Linked DNA regions of Macaca mulatta: region 1 is linked to region 2. A link is a contact called in public Hi-C data. All regions are on one chromosome and are shown on one strand. Each heading gives the region's core, a stretch centred on a gene start, on an enhancer-like site or on the middle of the called end of the contact. The rest is flanking DNA. Distances are from core to core; before and after follow the strand shown.

Region 1 (6,661 bases), core at 21-2,520, 36 kb after region 2:
TCATCCAAAGGACCACCAGGATGGCTGGATAGTAGACAAGAGTTTTACTGTCAATGTCAGTTTGCAAACCAGGGGGAGTCTCTAACATGAACCCAAAGTGCTCTCTCAGAAGAACAGAGATTAGAGGTTTTATTTTAAAAAGAGAAATATTATTTCTCTTGGAGAAAGTTCATAGGCACCAGTAAGGGTCTGGGGAGCGAAGCCGGGGGAGCCAGATCAGTCCTGGAGGTGCAAGTTATGCTGAAGCTATGCAATAAAACTGGCTTCAGGTCGGGCGCGGTGGCTTCCTCCAGTAATTTCAGCGCTTTGGGAGGCCGAAGCGGGCGGATCACTTGAGGTCAGGGGTTCGAAACCAGCCTGGCCAACATGGTTAAACCCCGTCTCTACTAAGTACAAAAAAACTAGCCGGGCTGGCGCCTGTAGTCCCAGCTTACGGGGAGGCTGAGGCAGGAGAAGCGCTTGAACCCGGGAGGCGGGGGCTGCAGTGGGCCGAGATCACGCCACTGCACTCCAGCCTGCGCGACAGAACGAGACAACGTCTCAAAAAAAATTTTTTTTCTTTATAAAAAGACAAAAACTCTGGTTTCGGGTTACAACAGGCAGCTCAGCAGCCGGCCTGACGGTGACATTCCTCAAGGACGGCCTGCCCAGTGCTTCCCCCCACCCCGCTGCTCGGCTCTGCCGTGGCTGGGTATGGCAACAACGACACATTTTTATGGTCAAGTTTCACAAATGACACACACGAACCGTCTCGCTAACACACAGCACAAACGATGACCCGAAACAGACACCAGAAAGGAAAAAAACGAGCCGCAGTGCCGGGCATGCCGGGCCTTTCTGAAGACGTCCCCATCCGTGGCTGGAGGACAGCCCGGGCGGCGGCGGGCGGCCTCGGGGCGGGTGCGTCGGGGCAGGGCACGGCGAGCCCGGGGCTTCTCAGGACCACCAGGCCGCCTGGACGCTGGGGAGGAACCCCCACTCCGACGCCGGCTAGGAGGGCACCAACCGCGCTCCACCGTGGCCAGGTCGCCGCCGCTCCCGCCGGCCAACGACAAGCTAGCGCGGCGTCTGTACGCGCGTGACGTCAGCACGCACGGCGCCAGCCCGTGCGCATGACGTCAGCACGCACGGCGTCGGTGCGTGCGCGCCCAGAGGTTCCGCCCGGCGGCAGTGCCAGCGGAGCTTGCGGGTGTGGGTGGGACCGGGTTTCGGCTGTGGGCCCGGGGGCGGCGGGGGCCGCGGAGTGAGGGGCCGGCTGAGCCCACCACCTCGCTGGGCCCTCCCTGGCGCCCGGCCTCGGGCGGCGGCGAGCGCGCGGGTCGCCATGTCGTACATGCTCCCGCACCTGCACAACGGCTGGCAGGTGGACCAGGCCATTCTCTCCGAGGAGGACCGCGTGGTCGTCATCCGCTTCGGCCACGACTGGGACCCCACCTGCATGAAGATGGACGAGGTCCTATACAGCATCGCCGAGAAGGTAGCGCGCCGGGCCCTCCCGCCCTGCTGGCTGTGCTTCCGCAGCGGCCCCGCGCCTCTGCCCCGCCGGCCTCGCCTGGGGGCGCGAGCCGTTCCCCGAGGAGGGGCCGCGGCGCGGTTGTCCGGGCGATTCCTTCCCGCGCTGCGGGCGAGCGCTCTCGGGGACTGTGCCGGCGTTTCGCGCCTTTTTCTGCAGGGAGCTCCTGTAGTTGTTCACGTTTTAAAGGGTTTATGATCCCCCTCCCCTCGAAGGAATTCATTATTTCTGTTGGTAAGGCGTTTTTCCCAATCTTACAGTGCAGTGAACAAAGTAACACTTGCAGGTTTTGAGAGCGCAGATCCTTAATTTAAAAGGATGCCCTTTTCTGGTGCCCTGTTTGTTTGTTGTATGTGTAAAGCAGAACTTTCATGTTAATAGCATAAGAAATCCTGTTTTTCTGTTGGTGTTTTCTTCCACCGCGCTTTTTGTAAGTCATGTGATTTATAGCTTAGAGTGATTAAGATGCAGAAAACATCGGGAGAAAATAGAACTATGCTTTGTTGGAACTAGTTTTCTGAATTTCTAATATTAGTACATTGAGTGGCCTTGGCACTTACTTGCTGACAATAAAAGTTGTGGGACACTATAACCAGGTTTCATTCTTTTTCTGTGGTTCCTCACAGCAATTTTAGGATGGCGTTTATTTAGGTTTTGCAGCTGTAGCAATAGGGCAAAGGGCACAAATACTAGGGTGTTAATAAAATATTTGCCATATTAATTTTCCGTAAGTAATTTGAGCGGTTATTCATTTTGATGAAGAGTAAAAGTAACATTGAAGCTATCTTTTCTTTCACAGATGCTAAAGTAGGCTGGGTTAAAATAACTCCTTTGAGTAAAGAGTAACAGATATAAAGACATTTTATATTGAGGAAAGGAAAGACTGTCTGGCCTGCCATTTATTAATTCTTGCTATTTCTTATTTAGTAGGAGAGGTGTGATGTTAGGAACTGTTGTTATATTTTAGTTATTACAAGAATCTCTTGGAGTGCTTACTAAAATGCATCTGTGATTCTGAGTCTATGGGTGTGGGGTGAAGTCCAGCAATGGCTTTTTAAAGAAGCCCCTCAGGGAATTCTGATGTGACCTGACCTTGAACCACACACTCAGAAACCCTTCCATGGGGGTCAGGGACAGAGGCGGAGTGCTTTATTACCAGCCATCTCCCAGCCTCTTCCTCTTGGACAGCAGGACACTGAGGACTTGAGGAGCTGCCTAGGGAATCAGGAGAGCAGCAGTTCTCTCACACTGGGGCTTCTGCCAGCCAGGGATTAGAGATGATGAGTGAGGCAGTGCCAGCACATCAGCTTTTCATTGCTTGACTTGTAGTGGACAAGGGCAGATACTGGAAATCCAGCGAAGAATTGACGAAGAGCAGTTTCCCAATAAGTAAATCACTGCTTGTAAATCACTGACTTTGAGTTACGAGTTCTAGAATCTTTCACTGTTCTACCTTGCAGGTGGTGGCATAAACATCAGCTGGTGTTCAGATCCTGCTGCCGGCAGCTCGAGGCTAGGATGGCTGGCGATGTGAGGGCCTTTGTCTCATCACATCCAGGCAGAGCTCAGCAAGATGCTCTTAGCTAGGAAACAGATTTTATGTGTTAATGTAAGTGTTAGGGTCTTTGCCAGATTTGCTCTTTTTTTCCAATTCCTTTATGTCCGATTTCTTTGTTATTACAGAATGAATCACTGTATCACTAGTGGACACACACTTAAGGACAGTTGAAATGGGCTCACTTTGGGGTATTTTTTTTTTTTTTTTGGTCTTTTAAAATAGTTTGATTTTTGTTTCTGTCCAAAAATTTGGATTGCTTTATTAATAAACTTTTAATGCAAATATTATAGTATAATTATTAAAAGCGCAAACCTAGGCCAGGCACGGTGGTTCATATCTGTAATCCCAGCACTTTGGTTGGGAGGCTAGTGTAGGCAGATCACTTGAGCCCAGGAATTCGAGACCAGCCTGGACAATATGGTGAAACCCGTTCTCTACTAAAAGTACAAATGCCAGACGTGGTGGCACATGCCTGTAGTCCCAGCTACTTGGGAGGCTGAGGTGGGAGAATCACCTGAGCCCGGGAAGTCAAGGCTGCAGTGAGCCATGATTATACCACTGAACTCCAGCCTGGGCAACAGGAGTGAGACCCTGTCTCCAAAAATAAGTGCAAACCTGAAATGCATTAAAAGACTATTCGTGTTTTATTTTCTTCTTAGTATATGGGCAAAATATGACTTTCTAATTCTGGAAGCTCTTTTGGGGAAACTCAACAGAAATTTTTGAAATGTAAGATTTTAGTATAAAGAACAATATAACTATTTAAAAATTTCCCTGTGCAGAAATGGCAGATAATGGAGAATCTTCCTTATCTTGTTAAGAGTCCTGTCGATGTCCCAGCTGTTTTAAAGTGAGTAACAGTTGCAGATGTTCGGCTGGACTTGATACGATTTTTTCCTGGATGTGTTGTATTGATCTGCTGCTTCCACAAGGCCCACTGGCCTCATGCTGGGTTAGAGCTGAGCTGTGAACTTCAGGAAGAAAGTTAGTCTGGAAACAGAGCTACACTTAAATATTTCACAGGTGCCTACAGTTTGCTAATAAGTGTGGGGCAATTCATTTGATAAAGTGATAATAATAAAGTTTTCAGCTGGGCACTGTGTCGCACGCCTGTGGTCCCAGCACTTTGGGAGGCCGAGGTGGGTGGTTCCCTTGAGCCCAGGAGTTTGAGAACAGCCTGGGCAACATGGTGAAACCTTGTCTGTACAAAAAGTGCAAACATTAGCTGGGCGTGGTGGCCTGCGCCTGTGGTCTCAGCTACTCGGTAGGGCAAGACGGAAGGGTATGAGTCCAGGAGTTCGAGGCTGTGACAAGCTATGATTGCGCCACTGCATGCCAGCCTGGGTGACAGAGCGAGACCTTGTCTCAAAAAAAAAAAAGAGTTTTCTATTTAGCAGCTGATATTATGCAGTTTTGAAGCCAGACAATTTCGTGTACCTTTGAGCTGTCTTTCCATTTTGTAGGGACACTGTCACAGCAGTGCTTTGGGGTTCACTGTCACCTAAATCCCATGATGGGTGAGAAGACTGAATGGGATATTTAAGTTTTGTGTTAAAAAGCCCACGCAGATAGAGTTTAAAGTAGCGTCAGTGAGCTGGGCACTGTGGCAAGTGCCTATAACCCCAGCTACTCAGGAAGCTCAGATGGGAGATGAGCTCAGGAGGTCAAGGCTGCGGTAAGCTATCATCGTGCCATTGCACTCCACCCTGGGTGACAGAGCGAGACCCCATCTCTAAAAACAAAACAAAAAAATTCCTCAGTAATATTATTGACTCATGATAGTACTTTTTTTTTTTTTGAAACAAGAGTCTTCTTGTGTTGTCCAGGCTGGAGTGCAGTGGCACGATCTCGGCTCACTGCAACCTCAGCCTCCCGAGTAGCTGGGACTACAAGCCTGCACCACCACCACGCCCTGCTAATTTTTGTATTTTTAGTAGAGATGGGGTCTTGCCATATTGGCCAGGCTGGTCTCAAACTACTGGCCTCAAGTGAGCCAGTCACCTCGGCCTCCCAAAATTCTGGGATTACAAGTGTGAGCCACCATGCCTGGCCCATGATAGTATATTCAAATAAATTGTGTATAAGGCAGATATATATTTATGGAACTTCATAGGAGCCATATTAGGGGGTCTATCTTAAGTATCACATTAAGGATCACAGAATGCCCATTGAACCAGTGAGAGTCAACACTCAGCTAGATGAGGAATCTTGTAGAAACTAACAGAATGGACATTTTTGGTGTTTCCTCTGGATTTTTGTCTCTGGATAAAAAACAGCCTTGTAGCTAGCAACAAAGTATGAGGGGTAGTAATGAGCGGTGGCTGAGGGTGCAGACTCTAGCTAGGCTCTTGGCACTTCATAACTGCATGAGCGTTACGAACTTGGCTCTGCGTGTCGCCTTACGTGTGTAAAGGGGATACTCGTGTGTAACTCATAGGGTTGTAGTGGGATTAATAAAGGTTTCTGGGGTACTCCTGTCACATAGGCAGTAATGCCACTGTTACTACTACGACTGCTTCTCTCACATTGCTAAGTTTGCAAGAGTTACTGTGAGAGCTGATTAAGGCAAACATTAATTTTAGAAAATCAAGTTATTCAGTTTTTTTATGGCTTTGACATGAATTACCTAAAAATGTAAAAATCAACGCTCTGGAAATTTGTTGTGCTAACAACTACCCAGAACACTTTTCCAGAATTTCAGGCATTTTCTCAGCTGGTCGAGGGACTCCACACCAAAGTGTAGACCAGTGGTGGGTGTCATGTGCCAGCCTTTAGCCGTGTGTTTTGTAGAGTTATTTCATTGGAACTTGGCAGGTGGACTTAGAGGCATGTGGAAGAACTGCTGAGCACTTTAATTGCTGACTTGCCTAAAGAAGAAGCATGCTTATGAGGTGTGTAGGCAAGAGAGTTGGAAAAGATACTTACAATTGTAGGGGATCAAAGAATTTAAAAATAATTTGAGGCCAGCGCGGGAGCTTACACCTGTAATCCCAGCAGTTCAGGAGGCCGGGGCAGGCGGATCATCTGAGGTCAGGAGTTTGAGACCAGCTTGGCCAACATGGCGAAACCCCATATCTACTAAAAATACAAAACTTAACCGGATGTGGTGGTGGGCGCCTGTAATGCCAGCTACTCGGGAGGCTGAGGTGGGAGGATCTCTTGAGGCTGGGACACAGAGGTTGCAGTGAGCCAAGATCTTGCCACTGCACTCCAGCCTGGTTGACGAAGTGAGCCCTGTCTAAAAAAGAAAAGAAAAAGCTGCCTTTGTTGAGGAAGTCACAGGATGACTTGGCAGAGCAGTGTGGCTGCACTCACCCAGCTCCTCCAAGTGCTTGACTACCGTGGAAATGTCGCCACCAGCAGATGCTGCTGGATGTTTGCTGATGTTTGCCCTCAGCTCGTGCTCCTCCAGTCACGCCACAGACACCATTTCACCAAGAAAAGGCGGGGGGTGAGGGGGCTGGGGAGCTCCCCTCTACCTGCCCCTTCCAGCCTCTCCTGTCTCAACTCCCGAGTCCCACAGCAACTTGCCTCTCTCTCCATAGCCACGCCTCTTGAAAGTTGTCCACACTGAAGACCTCTGTTCCTCA
Region 2 (7,334 bases), core at 3,270-5,769:
TCTGGGATATTCTTAAGTAAAAGTGACATCGTCTTTTACTCTAGGCTTGTGGCGTGGCGCCCCACTGCCCTGGCTGGCAGCATGGCACCAGCAGTCTTCCCTCACGGTTCCTGCATCCTCAGGGCAAATGTCAACACAGCAGGAGAGGTGAAACAACGTCTCACCCTAATGAACTCCCTGACAGGATCTCCAGATCCCTAGGGATCCTGGCACACTTTGAGAAATGCTAACCTACATTACAGCTTATATGAGAAAGGAAATTATACTATGAACTTCAAGAAAATGCTTCCAAAATTTTCTTTAAAAGAAAAAATACTCAACGAAAAGTTAAAGTTCACCTACAAGAGAAACAGCTGAGACACGGAGGGTGTGAGCAAAAAGCAAGTACATTCAGAAAGCAAAGGTCGTCACCTCATGGACGCGGCACTTCTCTGCAGGACAGCCTCCATGTGTGCGTTCTGCTCGGCAGAGAGCGTTGTCTTCCAGTACACTCGGCAGGCTGAGAAGTCTGGAGTCAGGGAAACCTGAGACCCCACCCCGCACAGGTCACTCTAGTTTTCATGGGTTTTCAAGACAAACAACATCCAGGAGATGAAAACCACAGCTGCGGACGCCCCTCCCACCCAAGCCAGGGCTCTGGCACATTGCTGGAGGCCACCACCTGCTGCCGCACACGCCCCCATGTGAAGTAGGGCCCCAGAACCCAAAACCTCCCTCCCCGCTTCACCAGGTCCTGCAAACCAAACCACCTGGTTTGCAGAACCAAACCGGAATCCTGACCCCACACTTGCCTCACAGCCACTTGCCCTGGGACGCTAATCAAAAATGCTTGATGCTGCCTTTTCTCCTCACAACTCAGAGTGGGCCAGAGGAAGTCATCGCCTGTACCTCTGTACTGAGGTACAGGCAGACGCATCCTCTTCCCAAGGCAGGCTTAGACCTACTACTATCTGACAACATGCCAGGTGCTGATGGTCACAGGACTCCCGCCTTCCAGTGAGACATCTGCCTCTGCACAGCAGACACCCACCATCTGTCTTCAGGGCTCCAATGACCAGACTGAGTATCACCTCTGCAACCCAGAACTAAGACTTTGTAAGTGCTCAGTGGCTTTTTTTTTTTTTTTGAGATGGAGTCTCGCTCTGTCGCCCAGGCTGGAGTGCAGTGGCGCGGTCTCGGCTCACAGCAACCTCCGCCTCCCGGGTTCAAGCCTCAGCCTCCCGAGTAACTGGGACTACAGGTGCCGCCACCACGCCGGGCTAATTTTTTGTATTCTTAGTAGAGACGGGGTTTTACTGTATTAGCCAGGATGGTCTTAATCTCCTGACCTCATGATCCACCCGTCTAGGCCTCCCAAAGTGCTGGGATTACAGGCGTGCGCCACCGCGCCCAGCCTAAAGCGTCTTTTTTCAATTGTCAGGCAAGACTGGGCCAGGTAAAGTGAGTGCCAGGCCTGCTGTCTCAACCCATTTCTTCTCTTTAGCCACGTAGCCTACCTTGGAAAGCTCCACGTTAAGGTCATACAGCTCCTGACTCACTTCCGGGGTGCACAGCAGGTCTGTCAGTGCCTTATAGAGGAGACCGTTCAGGGCCCTCACGCGCACATGGTCTTCCTTCCTGGTTTTCTTTGAGGTGGTCTTCATGAGGAATTCCAACTTGGATGGTTTGTAAGTCTCCATCAAGAACAAGAGCACACCCCAAGGTCAGCGTTACAACTCCAAACTCACCAACTCACACGACAGGGGCTGGGGAGGGCTGGACGGGCAGCCTCTCAGCTGGATGAGCGGCTATCACTCTTAGCTGCCTCAGCTTTCATTAAGATAAAGTTGGATAAACCGGGATCCTTTTAGATTTTTACCTGGTAACCCTCCAAGATTAAAAGTACTGCAAGTAAATATTTTCTCAAAAAAAGTTTTTGTTGAGATATAATTCACATACCATAAAGTTCACCCTGCCAAAGGGAATAATTCAGTAATTTTTAGTATAAGTGATGTATTTATTTTTCAGAATGGGAGCCATATATTGCATAAACTTCTATGGTACACACACTAAAAACTAAATGGATACTACCATATTATAATTTGATAAAAGATACGACTTTCTGGAGAACATTAATGTCGGTACTTTTTTTTTTTTTTGGAAAAGGTAAAAACTCCATGTTGCCAATGGCATGCAGTCGCATCCACACAGACACTGTCCCCTCCAATACAGAAACGGAAAGACCTCCAGGTGAGAATTTTGCCAACTTTTAAACCTTCACTCCCATCAAGATTATAAAGTGGCTCATGGTTTATACTCACCAAGTGAGAGCCCAAGGAAGGACCTTCATACCAAAACTTTTTTCTTTGGGGAGAAAATAAGCATTATGTTAGTGATGGCAAAGTCAAAAAGTTACATAAGCTAATTTAAGAGGTTATGATACCATAACTGTTTGTAAGGGGCTAAACTTAGACGTTATGTTACTGTCCATCTTAAAAAATTTCAGTATTTAATTGACAACAACATGGGTTGTGGGGAAGAGGCTGAAGATGGTTTTAATTCAACCTCATATTCTCACCTAAATTCTACTTCTAGTCCCAAGGTTTGAGGGAAAGACACCCACCAAACTGCACAGAAACACTGTACTCTAATTGATCAAGACGTTTCCCATGGAAGTTCAGGTAAAGGATTCGGATGCTGTCACAGGCATAGACTGAGACTGAACAATTAAGCAAATGAAAGGTGGCAGTCACGCTCACTACTGGAGTGGGACTTACAGATAAGCAAGGAGGGGAGGCTAGAATGATCCACACAGTAGGTTCTGGAGTTGGAGACAGATGGTTATACATAAAAATGTTTATAGGTGCATATTTACACGAGGGTGAACAGGAACACATATATCCTTTCATCAGACGAGATGGCCTAAAGACAGACACCCCAGAAGCAATGAACACACCCAGCACCCATGGTTTCTAATCTCTCTCTCCAATAAAAGGAACGAGGGCTCCTTGGAGAAATGGCTGATTTTAGGGCTGCGGTAGGAAACACACAAGATGAGCCTGGAGCATCTTGTAGTGCCAGAAAGCAGGTAAGTGTTTAACACACACAAAAACCCAGCAAAATGCCATAATGACAAGGGTATGGTAACAGCACATAGGAGCTTAGAGAGCTGCTAAGGGCCAGAGCTGGAAACATTTGAACAAAACTAAGTAACACAGGATTATAACCCACGAGTTCTTGGTGATATGAATTAATTAATAAATGGGGTGAAGAGACACATCCTCTCTGCAGAATGCAAATCACTTAGGACAAAATTCCCCACTCCTTAGGCATGGGCTGCACACAGCGACGTTCTCCTAGAGTACAGTAAGGGGGCAAAAAGAGTAACTTTAAGGTAGAGAAACCTGGCAAGCACCTCACGCAGGGGATCACGGCCAACGTGGACCCTGGATACGGTGCGATGAGAATGGCCTTTACCTCCAGTCTTCCTCCCCAAAATCCATAATCCACATCTAAGCATTAAAAAAAACAGGCACATTCCAACAGAGGGGCATCCTGCAAAGCACCTGACCAGTACCCCTCCAAACTGGCACAGCCATCAAAAACAGGGACAGTCTGGGACACTACTCCAGCCTAAGGAAACAAGACAATTCAATGTAACGTGGACCTTGGGTGGGGACCTGGGACAGCAAGGGACGGCACGCAGAACCAAGGAAAAGTGAATAAAGTACAGGCTTCAGTTAGCAACAATCTATCAATATCGGCTGGAGAAGCTAAAGTCCGACGTTAATACAGGGGGAGCTGGGTGCCAGGACACATGATCTCGGTACTATTTTTGCAATTTTCTGCAGGGTCTAAAACTGTCTTAAAAGTAGTGTATTAAAGTAGAAAACATACACCCATCTACCATACTTAGAAGAACTAAAAGCAGCGTGAAAAGCCATTATATTTTATTGTACTTATCTTTCATCATTTAAACATACTAATTACCATGACAAGCTTTAGTCTTCAAATTAACTCCACACAGAAAGTCAACATTAGCAACGAAATTCTTATATTTTTTCATTTTTCCTCATTTCCTGAAACTAATCTCCTGAAAAATACGTCCGGTGACAAGAATAAAAATAAACACACATTGTCACTTTGTTTTTTTAACCCGACACACGTCCACGAACAGAAAAACTGCGAATGTTGACAGTGAGAGCTGAACTGCTGCAGACCCCAGGAGTCAGGAACTGGCGACCCAAGCCGCGTGGGCGCAAGAACGCGGGTGGGCGGACACCGCAACCCGGGGACACCGCCCCCCAGGGAACACCGCGCCCGAGGACACCAAACCCCGCCGCATTACTTGGTTTTCGAGGCAAATTTCTTGAGCCAGTTCTTGCAGAAGACAGCAGAGCCGTGCACTCCCCGCGCGCAGCCCGGAAGGAGTGCAGCATCCCGGCTACGGAGCAGGCCCCGGAGACCCGCGCGGGAGCCCCACAGCCCGCCCGCCACAGCCCACATGGCGCGGCGCGAAGACCCGGCGCAACCAGGGAGACAACGGGCGCAGGCGCGGAGCGACGACAGACGCGAGGCTGGCGGCGTGTGGGCGGGGCGACGGCGCGGAGCGCAAGGACGACATACGCCGGGCAGGCGGCGTGTGGGCGGGGCGATGGCGCAGGGCAGGGCGAGGACAGACGCGAAGTAGACGGCGTGTGGGCGGGGCCACAGCCCGGGGCGGGGTGAAGCCTGGGTACATGGCGGGCGGGGCTACGGCGGCGGAGGGGCGAAGGCCGGAGGCTGGCGGTAGGTGGGCGGGGCGAAGGCCGGAGGCGGGCGGCAGGTGGGCGGGGCGAAGACGGACGCGAGGCGGGCGGTGAATGGGCGGGGCGAAGACTGAAGCGAGAAGGACTGCGTGAGGTGGGCGACCACCGGAGCGAGGCGGGCGGCGTGTCGGGGGGCGTGAAGACAACCCCAGGTGGGCAGTGTGCGGGCGGGGGACGGCGTGGGGCGGGGCGACAAGTGCTAGACGGGAGACAGGGGGCGGGCGGCAAAGGGGGCGGGGCGCGAGGCGGGGCCGGCGGGAGCGGGGCGTGGGGAGGCCTCAAGGGCGGCGCGGAGGGTGTGCGCCGTGGGGAAGCGCGGGAACCGCTGGGTTTCCTGGCACTGCGGAGCTAGGGAACGCGTTTTGTTTAAATGCTGGGAACTGACGTAGTCGGGTTCTCTGCACAAAGCAACGAAGGCATCGAAGCCTGGAGACCTGGGCAGGGCCGCTGTCGGCGGGAGGCTGCGAGGCGTCCATGTTTCCGCCCCTGGGCCCTCCAGGTCTTTGCTCCTGCGCCGCCTCCTCCCCGGGCACCCAGAGAAAAACCCCAGATTGGGCGTCCTCCCCAGAAGTGGTTTCGCCCCGCCCGCTTCCCCGGAGTCAGCGTGGCCTAGCGGGGAAGCTGCTCCCCGCGGGTGTGGACAGAGAAGTGAGCGCGACCGCAGCGTTGGGGATGTGTGGGCCGTGACGTCCCGAGGCGTCTGCTGTGGTGTGAGACACGTCTGCGTGTATGTGTGGGCGCGTGTGGAGGTGTGCATGTGTATGTGTGCGTATGTGTGTATGTATGTACGTGTATGTGTGTATCTATTGTATGTATGTGTGTATATATTGTCAATGGAAGAAAACGACAAGACAAGCCTCTAATCATTTTAGGAGATTTATTTGCCAAAGTTAAGGATGCACCCAGGAGACACGTCTATGCCTTTCTCCAAAGATAAGATTTTGAGGGCTTCAGATTTAAAGGGGAAAGGGCGGAGTATTGAGAAGCATAGATTTTTCACAAACAAAAGGGGGCAGAGGAGAAATGTGGGGAATCTGCATTTTACGTAAGATAACGCAGACAAAGTGGGGTAGGGGAACAATCAGATGGGCTAGGGTGACTGCACCTGTAAAAATAAGCTATCAATTTGCATTGCCATGGTTACGTTTTATTTTTGTTTTTATTTTTTTGAAATGGAGTCTCCCTCTGTCGCCCAGGCTGGAGGGCGTGATGTCCGCTCACTGCAACCTCCACCTTCCGGGTTCAAACAGTTCTCCTGCCTCAGCCTCCTGAGTAGCTGGGATTCCAGGTGAGTGCCACCACACCCTGCTAATATTTGTGTTTTTAGTAGAGACGGGGTTTCCCCATGTTGGCCAAGCTGGTCTCAAACTCCTGATCTCAAGTGATCCACCCGCCCCGGCCTGCCAAAGTGCTGGGATTACAGGCGTGAGCCACAGCGCCCGGCCACCATGGTGAAATTTGAACAGCTCACCAGGAATCTCCTTGTGGGCAAAATATGGGGGAGGCGTGTAGCCTTTCATCTTGTAGCCATCTTATTTAGGAACCAAAAGGAGGAGGCAGGTAGGTTTGCGTGACCCAGTTCCCAGCTTGACTTTTCCCTTTGGCTAAATGAGTTTGGGGTCCCAAAATTTAATTTCCTTTCACATTTCCCCCCTTTTTTTCTTTAAAATCTTTTGGAGAAAAGCATTTTAAAAACGAATTGGGTTTCTGGCCTCAGGTTGTTGCTTCCTCCTTTTTTCCCACCTGCTGGTTTGTCGTTGCTAGGATGGTTTATTCCTAGAAGTTCAGGTCCTACATCACTAGGAATGCTCATTCCTAGGAGGTCACATCCCACGAAGATAAAAAACAGAGAGAAAAGGAAAAAAGAAAGAGGAAAAAAAGAAAAATGTATAGGGACCTAGGCCAGACCTATAGCAACAAAAGGAGGGCAAAACTGGAAGCTGGGTCAGGCTATATTACTACCTCCTCAACTACAGCAATTCTCTGGGCAATCATTATCCTAGCCCTTTCAGCTACACGTGGGCTTATTTGCAAACATATACCGTAACAACATTATAAGCAAAAACAGGACAGATCAGAAATTATTCTTATAAGTACCAAGTTCCCCAGAATCCAAACCAACTACTCAACCAATCAGTGAGGGTTTTGGATCTGACAGGTTGATTATCTGGGTTTTCACATCAGTCATAAGCCGGGTTATGTTCTTCGATATCTGGAATATACACACAACATTCCGTTGTTATGATGGTGCATGTGCCCCCTTGTGCTGCTGTTAAACATATCTAAAGCCATATGATTTTGCAGCACAGCTTTCCTCATAAGCATGACCCCATCGTTTAGGGCCTTTTGGGTGCAATTTGTTAAGGCTTCTGTATCCCATATAACATCTTCAATAGCGATCTGTGGTACAAAGCTTGAAGTTAAATGATCATACTGTTGGAATACTGAATGTGTCCAGTGAGATTGTAAATGAAAAAGGTTTGCTGTTTTTGGCAGGGTCTGCATTACTCATCCTTGTGCCCAAGCATAACCTAGGGAGCATCGTCT

What was found. A called contact is a pair of places that touch in the nucleus more often than the background predicts.
Region 1: a contact with region 2 is called in a Hi-C map of blood, with 4 times the contacts expected there. The contact joins the promoter of TXNL4A here to the promoter of RBFA in region 2. A contact is called at or near these places in 3 of 14 Hi-C or Micro-C datasets (blood, fetal cortex germinal zone and fetal cortical plate).

Annotation. Positions count from the first base shown.
Region 1 is chr18:1,024,024-1,030,684 of T2T-MMU8v2.0, forward strand. TXNL4A (thioredoxin like 4A) reads left to right here and starts at 1,271. Exons shown (of 3, transcript NM_001260866.1): 1 at 1,271-1,477. The coding sequence starts at 1,325.
Region 2 is chr18:985,209-992,542 of T2T-MMU8v2.0, forward strand. RBFA (ribosome binding factor A) reads right to left here and starts at 4,520. Exons shown (of 6, transcript XM_028837907.2): 1 at 4,328-4,520; 2 at 2,301-2,343; 3 at 1,497-1,673; 4 at 412-524. The coding sequence starts at 4,485. It overlaps LOC106994592 (a long non-coding RNA gene), which reads left to right and starts at 5,017. Exons shown (of 4, transcript XR_013408188.1): 1 at 5,017-5,435; 2 at 5,966-6,075.